Regions from separate parts of the Gossypium hirsutum genome. Here region 2 is linked to region 1. A link is a contact called in public Hi-C data. All regions are on one chromosome and are shown on one strand. Each heading gives the region's core, a stretch centred on a gene start, on an enhancer-like site or on the middle of the called end of the contact. The rest is flanking DNA. Distances are from core to core; before and after follow the strand shown. Region 1 holds the start of LOC107886883 (transcription factor TCP21). Region 2 holds the start of LOC107886879 (transmembrane protein 53).

What was found. Hi-C and Micro-C count contacts between places; a contact is called where the count stands out from the background.
Region 2: a Hi-C map of callus shows a contact between it and region 1, with 1.7 times the contacts expected there. The contact joins the promoter of LOC107886879 here to the promoter of LOC107886883 in region 1. A contact is called at or near these places in 3 of 34 Hi-C or Micro-C datasets (anther, callus and leaf).

What each region holds. Positions count from the first base shown.
Region 1 is chrA03:107,660,308-107,664,377 of Gossypium_hirsutum_v2.1, forward strand. It overlaps LOC107886883 (transcription factor TCP21), which reads left to right and starts at 1,902. Exons shown (of 2, transcript XM_016810980.2): 1 at 1,902-3,645. The coding sequence starts at 2,310. The coding sequence ends at 3,086.
Region 2 is chrA03:107,809,221-107,813,290 of Gossypium_hirsutum_v2.1, forward strand. LOC107886879 (transmembrane protein 53) reads left to right here and starts at 2,122. Exons shown (of 5, transcript XM_016810974.2): 1 at 2,122-2,531; 2 at 3,349-4,070. The coding sequence starts at 3,422.

The DNA.
Region 1 (4,070 bases), core at 652-3,151:
AAATTTGAATCTTCACAAAACGATAATTGTTAAATTCTTTAAGTTTTGATACTTCTAAAATCTGATATAGTAATATTATCATATGTGTAATGCCATTCCAACTTATTATATATATTACTCACTAAAGATATCATTAATGGATTAATGATAGTCATTAGCATCAAGAATGAAATTTCAAATTTTGGAAACTATATTGACTTAGAATGGTTAATTGAAGAATATAGACTAAATTTACAACTATACACATTATACAAGACTAATAATTGAATTTAGTAGACGGTTCTATGGCACACTCGGAAAACGTACCAAATTTTTTCTATGTTTACTAAAATTTCTAACACTATACCAATACTTTTGTTAGAAATTTTGGTATACGCTTTGAGCATATTGTAGAATTTTCCTTGACCTAATAAATTTAACAGCTGTTATTTGAGTCAAAATTAAAATTTCAAAATTTAAAAGTATAATGACTTAAATTGACCAATTCAAAAATTACAAAGGTTAACAACAAAAATTAACCTAAAAAAATGTTAAGTTCTTTATGCTAAGAATTTTAATAACAAATATATGTAATGGTAATAAAAATATATAATTACTAAATATTAAATAAAAAAATGATACGAGTGACTTAAATCAGCTTGAGTTAGTCATCTATAAATATAAACAAATTTAAGCAAAATTTAATTTCCATGTTTTACGGTGAATTGACTTAAGTAAAGTTGAATCCAACCTACACAAATTATTACTCATTTTCGCTTATTTTTTACAAGAGCATTACTTATTTTTCTAATTTTAAATTTAAATTTGCACTAACTATTCTTTATTTTATATCTAACTATTGCAATATATATGTAATAAACTTTTTTTCTCATATTATTACACTAGTAACCAAACGAGACATAAAACATATCGCAACTTAAATAAAAATAAATTTAGACACAATTTACATATAATAAGAATTCATATATAATTTACGCATCGTAAAATGTAATAAAATTCAGATAATATTAAATTTAATATTAAGCTAAAAGCCTTATTTGCAAAGAATCATTAAATATGAGGGGGGAACTATTAATAAACAGTGAGAAATGGATAATAATGAAATTACTGAACGTACCTGGAACCTTCCATCTACTCAAAGGACGGTCCCTTTTTTGATAAATTAAATAAAAACAAAATTCATTCTTTCACGAAAATTAAAATTTTAATTTTTACTTCAATTTGTCCTACTTACCAAAACAAAGAAAATAGAGACAAACGCAACTGGGAGGAGGGTTTAACAGGATTATAATTCATTAATTTTTAAAAATTTTATGTAAAGTAAAAAGATGAAATTTTAGCAAACGTAAGCTCAATTCTGTTTAAGGATTCTTTTGGCTAGACAAGCATGAGTAATTTAGACAATGTATTAAAAAAATCCAGATTTTGAAATTAATACAATATTTAATCTTTAATTTTTTTTCCATTTTGTGCATAAACCTTTATTTCCACATTAGTCTCTCAAATTTGAAAATTTTTTCTCAATTTTAGTCCCCTAATTTTTTTTATATAAAAAAGTATATTTTTGGTAAAGACATAGTACAATAATAGTGTTATATGAGTCCTAGCTTTCTAATAAAAAATTGCATTTCTAACTTTTTTTTATAAATTATTAAATTATAAATTTACATGTCATAAAATTACATTTTGTCTTCTAAATGAAAAAAAAATTAATTTATTTTACAAATAATACAATCATAAATTAATATATAGTGAAATTATAAATTTATATATTAAAAATATATCATTCTAATCTCTCTTAAAATTTTTTTTAAATTTACCCATAACCAAATTTAAAAAAAAAAAATTCTCAAATTTAACAGGATCCAAAAATTTTCTAAATATCGCTTTTATCTCAAAAACAAAAATGAAGTGAAAAATTGGGAGGAGGAGGCGCGTGGAATAAAAACAGAGAAATCGCGGGGAAAAGAAAGGCGGAGGGAGGAGGGTATGAGCTGTGGGGGGGATATGTACAGTGGGACCCACCACCCATGTGCCCTCCCTCTTCTCTCCACCAGCATCTGCCTCTCAATCATCACCATTCTCTTCCCTCTCTCTCTCTCTCTCACGGACACACACCATCTTTGTTTGTGAAAGAAATTCTAATTCCATTTCCTTTTCTTTCTAGATTTTTTGTGGGTTGTGTCCATTAACCTTCTCCAGCAATTACCCCAAAACAGCTAGACAAAGCTTTTATAGTCTTTGACGCGAAAGCTAAAGCTAAACTACATAAAGGGTAAGAGTGTGGTAGTCCTACTCCGGCCCCCACGATGTCCAATTCAGAGACTGCTGCTACTAACGGATCGTTAATGGACCCACCGAGACATCAGGCGCCGGCAGCCAATGGTTCACTCGCAGTTAAAAAGCCTCCCACCAAAGACCGTCACAGCAAAGTTGATGGTCGTGGGAGAAGGATCAGGATGCCCATCATTTGCGCTGCTCGTGTTTTCCAGTTGACCCGCGAATTGGGTCATAAATCCGATGGTCAGACTATCGAGTGGCTGTTGCGTCAGGCTGAGCCTTCTATTATAGCCGCCACTGGTACAGGGACGACTCCTGCTAGTTTTTCCACCGTGTCGGTTTCCCTCCGCGGAGCTAATTCTACTTCTTTGTCGTCGACCACTTCTTCGTCGTCTTTGGATCATAAGCCTCTTTTGGGTCCTACCCCGTTTATACTTGGGAAACGCGTCCGGTCCGACGACGATAACGCCGGAAAGGACGATTCCGGAGGGCTCACTGTTGGACCAGGAGTGGGTTCCATTGTGGGACCGAACGGGACACATCCGGGTGGGTTCTGGGCTCTTCCAGCAAGGCCAGACTTTGGTCAATTGTGGAGCTTCGCGGCCCCGCCTCCGCCGGATATGGTAGTACAGGCGGCTGCTCAGCAACCCGCTGCTGCTGCTGCGTTGTTCGTTCAACAACAGCAAGCGATGGGAGAAGCGTCGGCGGCTAGGGTCGGCAATTATCTTCCTGGTCACCTAAACTTGTTAGCCTCGTTGTCGGGTGCTCCGGGAGGATCGGGTCGAAGAGACGAGGATCCGCGTTAAGATTTGGTGGACCATTTTACCCTTCTTGTTGTTGGGAGTATATATAGATTCTATAAATATTTGTGTATGGTTGTTGCTTTTTTGTGTGTGCGAGGATGTGGAAGATGATTGCTAGTTGGAATTCCTAGGGTTAGGGAATTAGGGTTTTGAGGCAGATAATTTGGAGTATGGATGATGAATGGATTCAGATTAGGGTTTTTCCGCAGCACTTCTATTTGATGATTAATTAGGGTTTTAGAGCAATTGTTTAGGGTTTTGAGATTGGAGAGGGGAGCCGAGTGCTGAATTTGGGGATTGGTTGTGTTGTTTGTCCCCATTGTGGAGCTCATGATGACACCCAAATAGGGTTGGATCGATTGTGCTTCCGGGCATTAACCCTTATTGCCATTGGTGTCTAAGAATTACTAGTTTCTTTGCTGCTATGCGGCATAGCTTAGCATCAAACACTACATTACGCTGGTTCTTAAGGACGTGGGTTGATCTGGCTCTCTTTTTAGCTGCTTTCGTTGTCGATCGGGATTACTGCTGTGTGAAAGATAACCGGCTCCGTCTCCTCTCTGTAAGACCTCTGTTTTGGAAAAAAAATTTAGTTGCATTCTTAGCGATTTCTTAGAATTATCAGCGTGCAAATAATGTGATATTTTATGTAAGTGGATTGTTTTTGGGTGCCTGTTGTGTGAATAATAATACCCCATCTGTTTTTCTTCTGCAATTTCTTTAGAATGCTCTTCTTAACTTCTGCTTCACCTACTAATTTAATGTACTTGATATTTATGTGTTCTTCCACAAGCATTGCTGCATTCTTAATAAGAGAACTCATGTTTGAATCTTGAAAACAATTTTGGAAACATTAATAGTGTTCTTTGTTTATGATGAATTGAAAAATGGATAGTTCATTGAATTTTAAAGCTAGCTATTTTCCCGGACTTTGTCCCTCAAAATTGGTTAGCATTAACTATTGCAGTGGCAGTGCTATTCTATTGC
Region 2 (4,070 bases), core at 872-3,371, 150 kb after region 1:
CAAGTTAAAAAGAAAAGACTGTATAGTTTTTATTTTTATCTTTTATTGTTAATGAGAAGTGTCCGTAAATTGTTTTAAAAGCAGCAGATATATATATATATTTGAAAAATAAATATATTTTTTAATAAAAAATAAATTTTAAAATTATACATTAATTTTGATTTAATGTCTACTTGTATATATGAATTTTAATTTGTTGTAATTATATAGGTGAAATTTTAATTGTGGTTCAAATATATTTGAATTTGAATTTTGATTTAATTATTTAAATAAATACATTAGTTTATTTTTTATATTGAATAAATATAATTATTAATGTATGTATATTATATCAATAATTGTTAATAATTTATAAGAATTGGATTAAATTAAAATTTCATGGATAAAATTATATAAAAATTAAAGTTCATATATATATTTTGTACAATAAATCATAGTTGAAGTATAATTTTGAGATTTATTTTTTAAAAATACAAATGAGTTGTAATTATCCCTATTTAATTGTTTCTTTATTTATAGTTTCACCAATTTAAAATAAATAAAAGAAAAAAAAAGTTCTCTTTTTGAGTAAGAGATATTTTAACCTTAAGTAACAATTAAGACGTAGACATGACCCAAGTAATTGATTAAGAAATGTGATTTTTTTTAAAATTTAATATAAGAGAGATACAAATTTGAAATTTTAAATTTTCACTAGAAACGTATTTACTTTGTCAATAAAAAAGGTAAACAAAAATTCTTATAAACCAATTGAATAAGACTCTAACCGCATTAAAGATATATAAAAATTAGATTTTAAATGATTTATCCTCTTCATTTCGAAATTTACTCTCATATTAAATATCATAATTATTTATCTTAACAAAGTTGTTCGATAATAGTTTCCAATGCATCAATGGTGGTCACTTGATAATTCTCTTATATAAGAGTAACATCAGGGTTGATGGAATGGAGACCTTGATTGCTGAAATAGAAAAATTAACTTCTATAAGTTATTCTAGTGATACCATACATTTAGTGAAGTGGAAATAACTCAAAACCCTTAGAAAAAAAATGTGGACTCCAAATTATATACGTATTGGAATAAAAGAGAGATAGGAAAGGACAAATGTTAACAATGAAAGGGTATGGGCATATGCCATCCATCATCTTTTGGAATATTATTATCCTCCAAACTACATGGATTGTTTAATATTGCACTTCCAATTTTCTTTTTTCTTTCGGATGTACAGGAATTTAATTTATTATTAAAAAATTTGTTTTTATACTTTATATTTTTTATAAATACTTTTAATTAAAAAAGTAATATTAAATATGAATTAAAGCTAAATCAATTTAAAACTCATTAAGAAATTTATTTAAAGTTTCGTCTCATCTTTTAATAAAATGTGTTTTTTTAATGCAAAATATTGTTCAGTTTTCATTTAGACAGAATTTAGGGATAGCCAATGCCGTTTTGAAGGATATACCGTCCAGAATTGTTGAAAGAAATAAAAAAGAAAGAAGAAAGCTGAAAGTTTGTATACTCATAGACGTTTATCAACCGTTGATTTTTTATTTTATTCTTAATTTTTAAATAAATTTAAAAATTTAAGGTTTCTGAGAATTTAAGGTTTCAGAAATTTTTTAAAATAGTAAATTAATTTTTTAAATATTTTAGCTTTAAAATTATTATTATTATAATAATAAAATGGTTCACATTTGTTCGTATAAAAAAATAATTTTGTATCAACAATTCAAAAGAGTAAGTGCGTAAAATTTTGTATTGACATTTCAAAATTCAAAATTTAAGTTCAGGTATTAATGTCTTTTTCTATTAAAATTGTAATGACTTTAAAATTATTATTGCAATATATAATTACTTCATTCGATCTATTTTACTAGGTCATTCTTTTGGATCAAAGAACAATTTTTTTATACGAACTTATAGTGTCACTAAATTACATTAAAAATTTTATCATCACGTTAAATAAATTCGCTTATTCTTTTATTATCGATTATACAAAATAGGGTTGAATTACATTTTATCATATTTTACTGATAACACTTCAAAACCCTACTAGCAACTCTAAACATGTTTAGAGTAATCGACACCTCTCTCTCTTTTATATGAACTCCCTCTATCGCTAAATATAGATATATAAACCTCCTCCTTTTCTGCTTTGGGTTTTTTTTCTGCTTCTTTTTTTATTAGAAAATAATCAATAGCGATATTGTTGCTTACAGAAAACTATTAGCGTGCAATACAGGCAATTCTAAGAGACTAACACAACCCAAAAGATATATATATATACACATACGCTTGTGTATATATATAAGATATAAAGAGGTAGAAAAGAACCAAGGAAAGCAAGAAGAAATATATTTGCAGGCAAGGAGAAGAGAGGCAGGGCGCATTATTTACTGTCACGAAAAAGCGAAACCCACACTTCAGCATTCTTTCTTTTTCATTATCAATCAAACAAAAAGGACAAAAAAAGAGAGACCCAATCCGCTTTTACATTCATCTTCAGTTGAGTTCATTCAGCAAGGTGACTTTTATTTATTTATTAATTTATTAATGGTTCAAAATTCTTTGGTCTTATTATTTTAATGAGATTTCTTGATTCTTCGTTTTTCTGAATTGGGTTTTCGTTTTGCCATCCGCCGTTTGGATTCCATTAACTTCATATTTAATTATTTCAGTGATTTCGTTTCGTTTTATCAAAATTTATTCTCAGGAAAAAAAAAAAAAACACCATTCAAAAATTGACCCGCCATACGGTTTTCGAGTTTCTTGGTTAACCGTGTTATTCCACTAGAGCCGTGATCGAGTTGACTCATTTCCTATCCCTCTACACGGCAGAGTCTTCCTTTCGAGAAACCCCTATCCTATTGGAATTTGGAAATTGGGTCATGGTCTAAACTACCCCCACGGGCTCCTAAATCGTCGGACTCATTGGTCAGCTCTTCATCAATCTTTGTCATGTTCTTTAAGCATGAAGACTTAGACAAGGAAACCGTGTCCTTTATTTGTTTATTAGATACTATTTTAAAAACTGACCAAGCACGCGCTATTTCTTGTTTAATTTTCCCCATTATGTTTTAATCTAATCTATAGTTCATGGTCGGTGGGCGCTGTGTTGTCTATACAACAACTTGCCAGGCTGTCAATATCTATCTTTTGACAACCCCATTTTCGGTTACCTTTCCTTTCATTTAATAAGACCAGTAATTATATAATAAAAGCTTTGACTATAGAACATGTCAACCTTGGCTTGCTTATTGTATTAACACATTCTTGCTTGCTTTTCTCGTGTTTTATTCCATCTGTTGGGTCATAATTTGATCCTCTTATCCTTTTTGCAGGTGACCCTCGTTAAATTGAGACTTTTGCACTGATTTGTAATGTTTATTTGGGATTTGTTCATATTGGTTCAATATGGGATCCATGTCTGGAGTCATTCAACGTCCTTTAATGGCAGCTGCTGCTGTTGCAATGGCGTCTGTTTCTGTTGATTTTCCTGCTAAACTCCCATCTCCTACATCGGATACTGAAACTTCCATGTCCAATTCCTTACCGGAGTCCAATTCATCATTGGTTGCTCTTATATCAGCTTCCAAGCTTGCCAACTTGTCTTTTGTTACTAGGATTCGAGTACCGTTACCTACTTTTAACTTTCCGGTTCCGAATTCAGGCCGGAATTTCGTTCCGAACATGCTATGTTCTTCTATTGCTTCGTCTCCTCTGTTGGTTAATTTATATCAGTCAGCTGAGTTAGCTAAAGGATCTAAGCCAGCTGCATTTCCGGAGAGTGTTCCTGCCACAGTGCCTGATGCTTTGTACAGATGGCATTTGCCTGAGCCGACTGCGTTCGATATTTCTGGGACTTCAGATTGTTCATCGGTGAAGTCTCGTACGGTTGTCGTGTTGTTAGGGTGGTTAGGATCCAAGCAGAAACATCTCCAGAGATATGCAGAGTGGTATACTTCAAGGGGATACCATGTCATTACTTTCACACTTCCGATGGTTGACATTCTCAGTTACCAAGCCGGTGGGAAAGCCGAGCAAAACGTAGACATGCTTGTGA